Linked DNA regions of Sus scrofa: region 1 is linked to region 2. The links are chromatin contacts, called in public HiChIP or PLAC-seq maps. All regions are on one chromosome and are shown on one strand. Each heading gives the region's core, a stretch centred on a gene start, on an enhancer-like site or on the middle of the called end of the contact. The rest is flanking DNA. Distances are from core to core; before and after follow the strand shown.

What was found. HiChIP or PLAC-seq counts read pairs in DNA pulled down with a chosen protein or histone mark.
Region 1: a contact with region 2 is called in an H3K27ac HiChIP or PLAC-seq map of alveolar macrophages. The contact joins two enhancer-like sites. A contact is called at or near these places in 9 of 47 Hi-C or Micro-C datasets (blood, embryonic fibroblasts, liver and 5 more) and 1 of 2 datasets of contacts at active chromatin or transcription factors (alveolar macrophages).

Annotation. Positions count from the first base shown.
Region 1 is chr16:68,506,427-68,512,122 of Sscrofa11.1, reverse strand. No RefSeq gene overlaps it. Among named protein-coding and RNA genes, the nearest start is that of LARP1, 58 kb to the right of the region's middle. Within about 2 kb of position 1,737, at least 65 of the 83 cell types and tissues checked have an H3K27ac peak or open chromatin away from gene starts, as enhancers often do. A contact at or near this core is called in alveolar macrophages, where this site is marked.
Region 2 is chr16:68,380,244-68,386,082 of Sscrofa11.1, reverse strand. FAXDC2 (fatty acid hydroxylase domain-containing protein 2) reads right to left here. Exons shown (of 8, transcript XM_021076711.1): 5 at 5,504-5,625. Among named protein-coding and RNA genes, the nearest start is that of FAXDC2, 24 kb to the right of the region's middle. Within about 2 kb of position 3,727, at least 3 of the 83 cell types and tissues checked have an H3K27ac peak or open chromatin away from gene starts, as enhancers often do. A contact at or near this core is called in alveolar macrophages, where this site is marked.

The sequences.
Region 1 (5,696 bases), core at 488-2,987, 130 kb before region 2:
AACCGGGAACAGGCGCTTCATCTCCTCGGTCTCCCCCTCTGTAAAACTGGGGCTACTCAGCTTGAGCCAATGCCAGTTCACTGCTTTCAGGAGGTAGGCACACAGTAAGTGCTCCATACAGTTGCTGTTGTTAATGACACAGGGCAGGCCTCTGCAGAAGGGCACTGACAAGGCACATAGTGAGGAGGCTATGGGAGAAGCAGACTTGAGAGGGTGGAGGAAGGCAGAGGAGGCTCCCAGGAAGACCTGGCGCATGACCTGTTCTGGCATTCAAGGTCACTGGGTTTGGCTTTAGCCTACACTGCTCGCCCTGCCTCCCATGGCTCTGGATGGTCACTGGGCCAGCACACCCAGGGTTCTCCTACCTCCACAATCTCCACCCTTCCCTCCCAGGACCTCCTCCTCCAAGAAGCATCTTGACCAGCCCAACCCTTAAGACTCACTGAGCCCTTATCATAGATGGAATCAATAGGATGGCTACAGAGATGCACCCACACTCTTACACAAACATATCCTTGCAGACTATGAAAAACACACGTTCTCATCTAAACACACAAGCAACTTCAAGGAACACTCAGGCCCTGGTCACAGACTCACAAATGTATTCTCATACACTCACTAACACACACACAAAACCATAATGCAGTCTCACCAAGATACATAGAGTCCCAACCACCCCCACACGCAATAACATTGGCACACAAGAGCAGTACATACCCAAGCATATTATACAGTCACATTCACAAACCCACAAAGTCACATAGATAGACATATTCAAATACACACTCAGGAAACCCCATAGAGCTTACACACACACACACACACACACACACGCTTAACATTTAGGCACAGAAAGATAAACATCTGTACATATACACAGAAAAACAAATTCTGAACACACATACTCATATACAGTTAGTTATCAATGTGCTTTTTCCATAAGCATACATCATTCAAGATACATACATAGACTCCTATTCATCCTTCCAAACACAGAGACATACAAAAAACATTAAAAAAAAAAACTAGCCTCTATCCACACAGATATGATCCCGAAGCACATGTCATTCATTCATCGACTCATTTATATTATTTAAATTTGCTAAGGTAACGTCCTTGGGCCACCTTCCAAAATGAACCTTGTGTTACAGCTACTGTGCAGCCCAGCAAAATGCGCCGGTAGATGGTTTCTCCCTTCCAATTTCCACATGCGGATAGGCCGTGTGTGTTTTCTCTCTGCCTTGCTAGCCTCCAGGAAGCAAGGCTCTGTCTCATCTCTGCAGATTTCTAAGTGCCGGGTCTCCAAGGCCTCCAACCGGAGGGAAGTGCTCCCTAAGGGTCTGCGTCGAAAGGTGCCTCTCCCAGCACTAATTCAACTGCGGCAGGGGCGAGCCCGTGGGTGTGGCTAGGAACCGCGTGCCAAGAAGGGCACGCAGGGATGGGGGTGGGAGGGAGATCACGACCTTCCCTGGGTCGTCTCACCCTCTCCCCAGCCCCTTGCTCCGCTCCGGCCCGCTTGCCCCCGCCCAGCCCAAATCTGCGCGCCGAGGGAGGAGGCGGGGGCTGCGGCCACCCCAGGATCACCTTCCCTCCCCCTCCCTTCCTCCTCTCCCACTTCCCCGTCTTCCTCCCTTTCCCCTGGGTCCTCCTTCCTCCTTGCTCTCCTCCCCCGATCCACTGGCCCCGCCCAGCCTGTCCCCTTCCCCTCCCCTTCCCCTCCGCTCCCGGGACGCTCGGGCTGCAGGAGGCTGAGTCATCACTGCGGCGCTGCCGAGAGAGCAGGAGAGCAAGTAGGGAGGGTGTGAAGAAGGCGATGCCGTGCGACCCGTCCGCTGGCAGCCGAAGTGGGCGCAGTCTCCGCGCACCGCCGTCTCCCAAAGAAGCCTGGGAAGGAGCACGGATGGAGGCCCGAACACGGTGGGGAGGAGCGCCGCACCCCGGAAGGCGCGGATTCCGCCGCTTTTAAGGTGGCAGCTTTGCAGCATTCTGGAGGAGCCGCACACGCGCTGGAATCCTCAGCTTATACATAACCTTAGGTGGCATCCAGGCCAGGCGTCGCCGGCCGGCGGCCCACAAGCAGTTCTGCCCCACACCTGATCTTTATGTGGCTCACACGGCATTTGTCTACTTAAGTTTTAACCAGATGCCAGTGTTTAAACACCATAGGATATTTCCTAGGGGAGGAAATCTGGTTCCTAACTCTTGAAAAATTAGAATATGTGCCAACACGGAACCTACATTGCCCATGACAACAACAGTCTAATGCTGAGGGGGGCTGCTTTTTTAGTCAGGGCATTGCATCTTGTAATTTTCCACAGTTCCTGCTACCCATTCCTATTTCACCAAGGCTGTTGAACTTCCTCTGTCACCTGCCTGATGTAGTGATTCCTAATCTAGTGCATTTTACCCATTTCTCAGATGGGAATGATTAAGTGGAGATGGGAGTTTGCTAATTACACAACATGTGGTCTTAATGGAGAAAGAGAATCCAGCTTTTCCTCACGCATGAATCTTTTCCACCAAACCATTCTGCTTCCTTTGGCATGCAGGCTAAGAAAAGGAATGGACTTGTGAAAAGTGGGTCCCAGAAATGATGCAGGGATCAGAGTGGACCCCACGTGGAAGATGATTTGGAGCAGTGACTAACCCCGAGAAGGGTCAAACAGCTTTGGATTTCTCCCTATATGAGGGCAGGTGCTTACTAAGGAACTGAGCAGAAGCATAATGTATAGCAGGCCCTGTCTGGAGGTGACGGTAGCCTCTCATGAACTTTCCTTTGGAGTTGGAATAGAAGAGAGAACTAAGGCAGGTGGATGGATGGAAAACTTGGCAGTTCTGGCAAATTTGGTTATAATAAGTTGGTTTCAAGTCACTGAAGACTTGGCCTTTGAGACACTAGACTGTTGTGCAAGGGCCGCACAGGTAATACGCTGCTTTGCTTGGATTATCCTCTGGTGTAGTGCAGCTCGGCCTGGAATGTGTAATTATTCTTGTAAGATGCAAATTGTGATTCAGTAGGGCTGAAATGGAACTGGAGCTCCTACAGTTCTGACAAGCTTCCAAGTGATGCCAACGCTGCAGGCCCCCAGGCCCTACTTTGAATAACCAGGCTCTGGAGGCCTTGTGCCTTCTGCTTATTTACTAGGCTCTTTGCTACAAGGCATCCAAGGAGAAGGGCTTAGAATCACAAACCTGGGATGATCCCAGCATACCTCTTTTTTTCTTTTTTGTCTTTTTAGGGACGAACCATCGGCATATGGATGTTCCCAGGCTAGGGGTAGAATCAGAGCTGTAGCTGCCAGCCTACACCACAGCCACAAGCAATGCAAGATCCGAGCCACATCTGTGACCTACACCACACATCACAGCAATGCCGGGTCCTTAACCTACTGAGTGAATCCAGGGATCAAACAGGAGTCCTCATGATTCTAGTCAGGTTTGTTATCACTGAGCCACAGCGGGAACTCCTCGGCCCACTCTTGATAGCCAGGTTATCTTGGGCAGGCTGCTCATCCCCTCTGCCTCAATTTTCTCATCTGCTCAATTGGAATCAAAGAATATTTAGTTCCTTGAGGACAGGGAAGGAAACATAGACATGGGTTGTCAGCACAGCGCGTGGCTCATGGTAGGCGCTCTGGAAGGGTGGTTTGTGTTACCGTGCATTCTCTGTGGACTGCCCGTGGGCAACATGGTCAGGGAGGGGAAAGTATGAGACATTTCAGGATGAGAATTAAACCCCTAATGGGGCCTGGAAGGGACCACGCATGGTATTGCCACTACCCAGCCCATCCTCTCCCTTCTCCTGTTCTCTATCCATGACTCAGCCACCCTGGCTGCTTATTAGATCCTTCAGCTGTGGTACTTCTCTCCTCAGGGAACTCATACTTCAGCTGCCTGGCCCCTTCTCATCCTTCAGTCTCAGCTCCTATGTCACTTCCTTAGAGATGCCTTCCTTTACTTCCAGTCTTTAAAGTAAGGATTTAGGGGGTGTGTTTGGGTAGAAAGGGAGTACAGGGGACATCTCTTGAGAATCTGTACACACACACACACACACACACACACACACCTATCAATGTTTTTAATAGATTTTACATTTCTTTTTTTATTTTTATTTTTATTTAATTTATTTATTTATTGTCTTTTTGCCATATCTTGTGCCACTCTCACCGCATATGGAGGTTCCCAGGCTAGGGGTCGAATCGGAGCCATACCGCCGGCCTACACCAGAGCCATAGCAATGTGGGATCCGAGCCACGTCTCCAACCTACACCAGAGCTCATGGCAATACCAGATCCTTAACCCACTGAGCAAGGGCCAGGGATCGAACCCACAACCTCATGGTTCCTAGTCGGATTCGATAACCACTGAGCCACGATAGGAACTCCTCTTTTTTATTTTTTAAAAGTTTTTATTTTTCTTTTTTTGTCTTTTTAGGGCTGCATGCACAGCATGTGGAAATTCCCAGGCTAGGGGTTGAATCAGAGCTGCAGCTGCTGGCTTACGCCACAGCCACAGCACCACCGGATCCTTAACCCACTGAGCGAGGCCAAGGATCGAACCCATGTCCTCATGGATACTAGTTGGCTTCGTTAACCGCTGAGCCACAACAGAAACTCCCAATTTTTTAAAGTTTGATTGAAGGAGGTTCCATGATGGTGCAGTGGAAACGAATCCTATTAGTATCCATGAGGATGTGGGTTCGATCTCACTCAGTGGATTAAGGATCCGGCATTGCCGTGAGCTGTGGTGTGGGTTGCAGATGTGACTCAGATCCTGTGTTGCTATGGCTGTGGTGTGTCTCCGTTTCGACCCCTAGCCTGGGAACTTCCATATGCCTCGGGTGTGGCCCTAAAAAGAAAAAAAAGCTATTGGAGTATAGTTGATTTACCATGTTGTGACAATTTCTTCTTCCAACAAAATGATTCAGTTATACATATACACATATTCATTCTTTTTTAGATTCTTTTCCCATATAGAATATCACAGAATATTGGGTAGAGTTCCAGCAGGCAGATTCTACATTTCTTTAGAGCAGTTTTTCTTGGAGAGGGGGATTAGAGGAAGGAGGAACTAAACGCTGTCCCTGTTAGTCTACACAAGGCCTTTTTGCAAATTAGGAAAAGGCCCAGCTTGGATGGGACTGGATCTCGCTGCTCTCACCTGCCCTTATCTGCCTGTCACCTTTGTGCAGAATACAGACTGTGCAGTCTTAGGTGGCAGCCCTAGTACTAATGCTTCCCCGAGCAGCCTCGTGACTGGCTTAATCCTCCTGCCTGGATTAAGTTCCTTTTAGAAACTCTCTTAACTCCATGAAACTCGTCACACGTTGGATGCGAATGTGTGAATTAGGTGTCTTGAGAATGATTTATTTAAAAGTTAGTCCCGCAGTTCCTGTCATGGCACAGTGGTTAGCAGATCCGACTAGGAACCATGAGGTTGCAGGTTCGATCCCTGGCCTTGCTCCATGGGTTAAGGATCCGGCGTTGCCGTGAGCTGTGCTGTAGGTCGCAGACGTGGCTCGGATCCCACATTGCTATGGCTCTGGCGTAGGCTGGCGGCTACAGCTCTGATTAGACCCCTAGCCTGGGAACCTCCATATGCTGGGGGAGCGGCCCTAGAAATGGCAAAAAGACAAAAAAAAAAAAAAAAAAAAGTCCCTGTCCGAGACTCTGTATTCCATCAAGGCAAAGACTATC
Region 2 (5,839 bases), core at 2,478-4,977:
TGATGTCTGGCTGTAACTGGCAGCCCAGGGTGGAACCATCTGCTAACGCCCTGCCTTGGGAAACTCCCCTCCCCCAGCCTTAGTCTCTGCCTGAACTTGCCTTCTTCCTGCTTCTGCAACTTCCACCACTGTCCTCCCCCGTTCTCTGCTCCTGCCCAACTCCATGTACTCCTGGCAGGCACCTTGGGGAGCCTCCAGGGTGCCTGGAGAAGGCTCCTGGCCTGAGTCCTTCAGCCGTTAGCCCCTCATCCAGAGAGCCTTGATCACATGCAGAGTTGAAGGTCATCTGCCTCCTCACATGGTCCAGCCTCACTGGTCGAGGCCCAGAATGGAGACGGTTTGTGAGCCGGGGAGCTGCTACCTGGCCTCCTGAACAACTTGCTGTGGCTGATTCTTCCTGGGTTTCACGGTGGAGTTGTCAGGATGGGAACCTGTCTAGACCTCCTCTCCAGGTCATAGTGGACAGGTGGACCGCATGCTCCAACCCCAGCAAGTCTCAGTACCACAGCCAGCATTCCCACAGGTGTCAGTAAATCCCCGACCCTTCCATTTGTCAAAGCACTGGAGTTTCTGGAAATAGCCCAAGGCCACAGGCCGCTGGCTGCGGGTGGGCCAGGGGTATTTCTTCCTGAGAAATGTCCACAGGCTGGGGGGTTTCTACCCCAAGGTGAGGCTGTGTGCAGAGTGGTCCTAAGACTTCAGGCCTGCCTCTTCCTCCGAAGCAGAATTCACTCTCTAGACCTTGAATTCCATCTACTGGGTGAAGCCAAGGTCTGACCAGCCTGGTTTGAGAGCATCTGTAAAGGATGCCATCCACCTCTTCCGGGAAACTGGACCAAGAGGAAGGTGTCATATATGGTTATTCATTTTTTTTCATTCAGCTGATTTTTATTGCGTCCCCTCACTGTTACAGGCAGTGTTCTCTGGGCTGGGATGGAAGCAAGGAACAAACCAAGGATTGCTTCTCTCATTGAGTTTCTACTCTTCTCATTTTAAATAGAGCGGCCTTGGGCAGCTTTATTGAGATGATGAGTTCTGAACAAAGAGGTGAGGGTGGTGAAGGAAGCTGATACCTGGGGGAAGAGTTTTCAGGCAAGGGGAGGGCTGGCGGAAAAGCTCTAAGACAGGTACACTTCTGGCATCCTTGGCTGGAGAGGAGTGAGGTATGAGGCGGGGAGGAGGAGCCAGTGCATCTAGGGACGCACAGGCCCCTTTGAGGACCGTGTCTTTTACTCCAAGAAAAATGGGGATCATCATCCCAAGGTTGTGAGCAGAGAAGGGACAAGATCTTACAGGGCTGCTCTGCTGCCATGTCGAGAACAGATAGTAGGGAACCAAGAATAGAAACAGACCAGTTAGAATTGCAAAGATATACAGAGGAGAGGATGATGGCCCAGAACGGGGAGGTAGCTGTGGAGGTGGTGATGAGACAGGGTGGACTCTGGATCCATTATGGAAATTGAGCCAATAGTGTTTCAGGTAGATTGGATGTGGAGCATGAGGGATAGGGTAGTCAAGGGTGACTGCAAAGCTTCTGGTCTGAGAGGCTCCCCAGCTCCAACTGGGGAGGCCGTGGGTACCAAAGGCTTTGAGGAGTGAGAGATCAGACTTTCTCTTTGGGACGTGGGATTAGAATCCAGGCAGAGATTTCAGAGAGGCCACTGGATAGTTGAGCCTGGAATCCAGCAGAGAGCTCTGCCCTAGAGATAGCTATCTGTGAGCTGTAGGCATTGAGGTGGTGTTTAAAGTCATGCCACTGAGGAGATGAGGATGGAGAAGAGGACTGAGGCTGAGTCCTGGGCATCAGCGTTAAGAGGTTGGGAGATTAGGTTGAGGAAGAACCAGAAAGGAGACTCTGAAAGGGTGATCAGTGAGGTGGAAAGAAGGAACGTAGCCTTGGGAGCCAGTGTAAGAAGCTACAACCAGGATGGGAGTGAGCAGCTGTGAAAACGCCCCAGTAGGTCTAATGAGTCACGCCTTTGACACGAACACTGGTGACCTTGCTCAGGACAATTTTGGTGGAACAGAGGAGGTAAAGGCCTGATGGGAGGAGGTTTATACAGAAGGTGAAAGGATGGCTTTGTGATTGTTTTGGGAGATGCAGGCTGAAGGGTTTGGAGATTTATGATGTCTGAACTTAGTTTCAAATTATTAGGCCAAAAATTCTAGATGCATAGTTACATTTTTATATATAAAGAAAGCAGGAGTTCCTGTCATGGCACAGTGGTTAACGAATCTGACTAGGAACCATGAGGTTGCAGGTTTGATCCCTGGCCTTGCTCACTGGGTTAAGGATCCAGCGTTGCCATGAGCTGTGGTGTAGGTTGCAGACACGGCTCGGATCCCGAGTTGCTATGCTGTGGTGTAGGCCAGCGGCTACAGCTCCGATTGGACCCCTGGCCTGGGAGCCTCCATGTGCTATGGATGCGGCCCTGGCAAGGGGACAAAAAGGAGAAAAAAGAGAGAAAAGAAAAGAAAGAAAGAAAAAGAAAGAAAGCAAATATTGTAAAATATTTGAACTTGGCAGATCTAGGTGGTGTGTAAATGAGTGATAAGTGTACTCATTTTTTAACTTCTGTATACGTGTTTATAGTTTTTCGTAATTACTAAATGCTGGGAAAAAGAGAGAAATTGGAAACTGTATCGACAACTCTTTCAAAGAGCTTTACTGCAAAGAGGAACAAGAATATGTGTGGTAGTGAGTGTGGGAGAGGAAGCTAAGAGTTTTGGTTTGGTTTGGTTTGGTTTGAAGCTAGGAAAAATTATAGGCTGTTTGTAATAAGACAGAGAGGTATAATCCAGAAGAGGAAAAGAAAAGAATAAAGGAAAGAGAACGAAGAGATGCTGGAGCAATTTCCTGGAGTAAAGAGGGGGTGATGGGTGTAGTGCAGAGTTAGTGGAGGACCAGGCCCTCATGGGACAGGGAGGGGATGGCCACCTGTAGTACCAGGTGGGTAGTGAGCATGTCTGGGCAGGTGCTGCCTGCAGGTTGAGCTGGTAGGCGGCTGAGGGAACTCTCTTCTGCCTGCTTCAATTTTCTTAGTGACGTAGGAGGCAAGGCCATCCTCTGGGAGGAGGTGAAGTGAAGGTGGGAGGTGTTGGGACTTGTGGAGGGAGAAGGTGTGAACCAGCTCTCTTTCCAGGAGAGTGGGAAAGTAAGCAGGGCTTGCGAGAGTATCTTATGAATGTCATAGTGTTCAGGTCCCAGTTGAGGACCTGCTCCTAATGTCTTAGGTCAGGGGTCAGGCCTTTCTGGAATGGGCCAAAGACTAAACAGCTTCTGGCCTTCTCACGTGTGTGGCCACCTGAGGGGACACACAGTGTAGGAGCCCTCGCTTTCTTTCCTAGGAACAGTGTGACCTTGACCTCATCACTGAACCGTTCTGAATGTCAGCCTGTGCAAAATGCTGTGAGACTTCCCTGAGTGGGAATTCACTGTAGACTGTGAAGTTTGCTTGAGAGCTGATGTGGCCTAGCAGTTCAGAGCACAAGCCCTGGACCACACAGCCTTAGGGTGAATTATGGTTATAACCAATGTCACATCTCAAAGCCTCCATTTTCTCTTCTGGATAATGAAGATTATTAAAGTACTTGAAGACATGCATTTAGTCAGTGATGCCTGATAAGGAGGCTTCTGACACGTGAGATGTTCTCAAGGGCACAGCACTGGCTTCAACCCTTTGGCTCCGGTTCCTGCCTGCCAGGCTCAACCCAGGGGAAGCCCCTGGCTTGGCAGTCCTGCCTCAAGTGAAGGGAACTCCTTCCAGAAGCTCTAGTTCAGGAAGGGATGGTTCTGAAAGCCTGGGTCAAGGGCACTACTTCTCAGCCACTTGGCTTTTCAGAGTGCAGGCTACAGAACTCCCTAAGAGCCAAGGTGATTCACCCAGGTACCTGGCAGATCATTAAAAGATGATTGTCTTGTCTGGGAAAAAAAGCCAGCCTGTGGTTTGGGTGGAGCTGAGGAGAGAAGTCTGGCTTTAAGAAACAACTTCTTCTTTGTTGTGTAGGAGAAGTTTTCTAGGGGTTACTGGAGCACCAAGTTGGCAAGTGGGCTGAGGGAGCACTGGGCACTGGGGCTTACTTCCCAGACGTGTGTGATTCAGACATGTGCCCTTGGCCTTCCTGTCCTTCTGGGCCAGGAGTTCCTGATCAGTAAGGCCTGGGCCTTTTTGCCATGGATGAACTGTGCACTGTTGGTTGTACTGAAAATCTGGGGAGTTCCCTTTGTGGCGCAGCGGAAACTAACACAACTAGGAAACATGAGGCTGTGGGTTCGATCCTTGGCCTCGCTCAGTGGGCTTAGGATCCGGCGTTGCCATGAGCTATGGTGTAGGTCACAGACGTGGCTCGGATCTGGCATTGCTTTAGCTCTAGCATAGGCTGGCAGCTACAGCTCCGATTAGACCCCTAGCCTGGGAGCCTCCATATGCCTCCAGTGCGGCCCTAAAAAGACAAAAAAATAAAAGATGATTGTCTTGTCTGGGGAAAAAGCCAGCCTGTGATTTGGGCAGAGCTGAAGAGAGAAGTCTGGCTTTAAGAAAACTTCTTCCTTGTTGTGTAAGAAAAGTTTTCTACAGGTTACTGGAGCACCAAGTTGGCAGGTGGGCTGAGGGAGGCAGTGGGCACTAGGGCTTACTTCCCAGGCGTGTGTAATTCAGACACGTGTGCTTGGCCTTTTTGTCCTCCTGGGCCAGGAGTTCCTGATCAGCAGGGCCTAGGCCTTGTTTGCCATGGATGAACTGTGTACTGTTGGTTGTACTGAAAATTTGGGGAGTTACTGTCGTGGCACAGCGGAAACTAATACAACTAGGAACCACGAGGTCTCGGGTTTGATCCCTGGCCTCGCTCAGTGGGTTAAGGATCCGGCGTTGCCGTGAGCTGTGGTGTAGGTGGCAGACGTGGCTCAGATCTGGCATTGCTGTGGCTCTGGCGTAGGCCGGCAGCTACAGCTCTGATTAGACCCCTGGTCTGGGAACCTCCATGTGCTGCAGGTGCGGCCTTAAAAAAGCACAAAAGACAAAAAAAAAAGAAAAAAAATTTGGGAAGGAAGACCTGATTAAAAAATAACCACCACCCCCACATTCAGAATTGATATTTTAAAGGGCTTAATCCATTGTTTCAGCAACTGCTATCCATGGTTTCAGCTTCTAGGCTTTGCTGTCCCTGCTCCTGTAGATGAGCGGGGAACTGCCTGACATCTCTGGGATGCACTGTGCCAGCCACACTGAGACAATCATTTCTGTTCCTAAAATGGTGAGCACAGTGCCCTGGACCATCCCAGGCACGTAGAGAGTGAGGTCTGGGAGTCAGAAGACCAGACATTGACCTTGACTGATGGGCTCTGAGATTTGGACCATATTATGTCCTCTCTCTAACTGCCAAAGAGGGGGATGTGGCTCTCAATAGCCATGGTCTCTTCTAGGCCAGCCGGGAGCATTTTGAGAGTGTGGCTTTAGCCCTTATTTTCTGTGCTTTGACCAGGAGAAGCTGCAGCAACACTTACAGGGTCATTCTTGCCGACCTGAATTCGGTAGCGGGAGATGAAGTTAGGCTTTCCAGTTGTGTCAACCACCAGCAGAAGTCCACTAAAGCTCCAGAAGAAAAAAACAGGTACCTGGGTGGCACCTAAGTTTTGGAAGCAGAAGGAAAATGTCAGGGCAACCTCAGGAATTGGAAGCCTACCTGTTTCCCGAGGTAGTGACCGAGGCTGCATTTAGACAGACCCTTGCCAGGGAGGTCTTGGTGCTTGGGGACAACAGGCCTGACTTTAGTCTTGGGGTGACAGACTAGCTGTGGGAGCTGGGACAGGTCGCTTAAGGGCAGTCTCTATTTCTCCTCT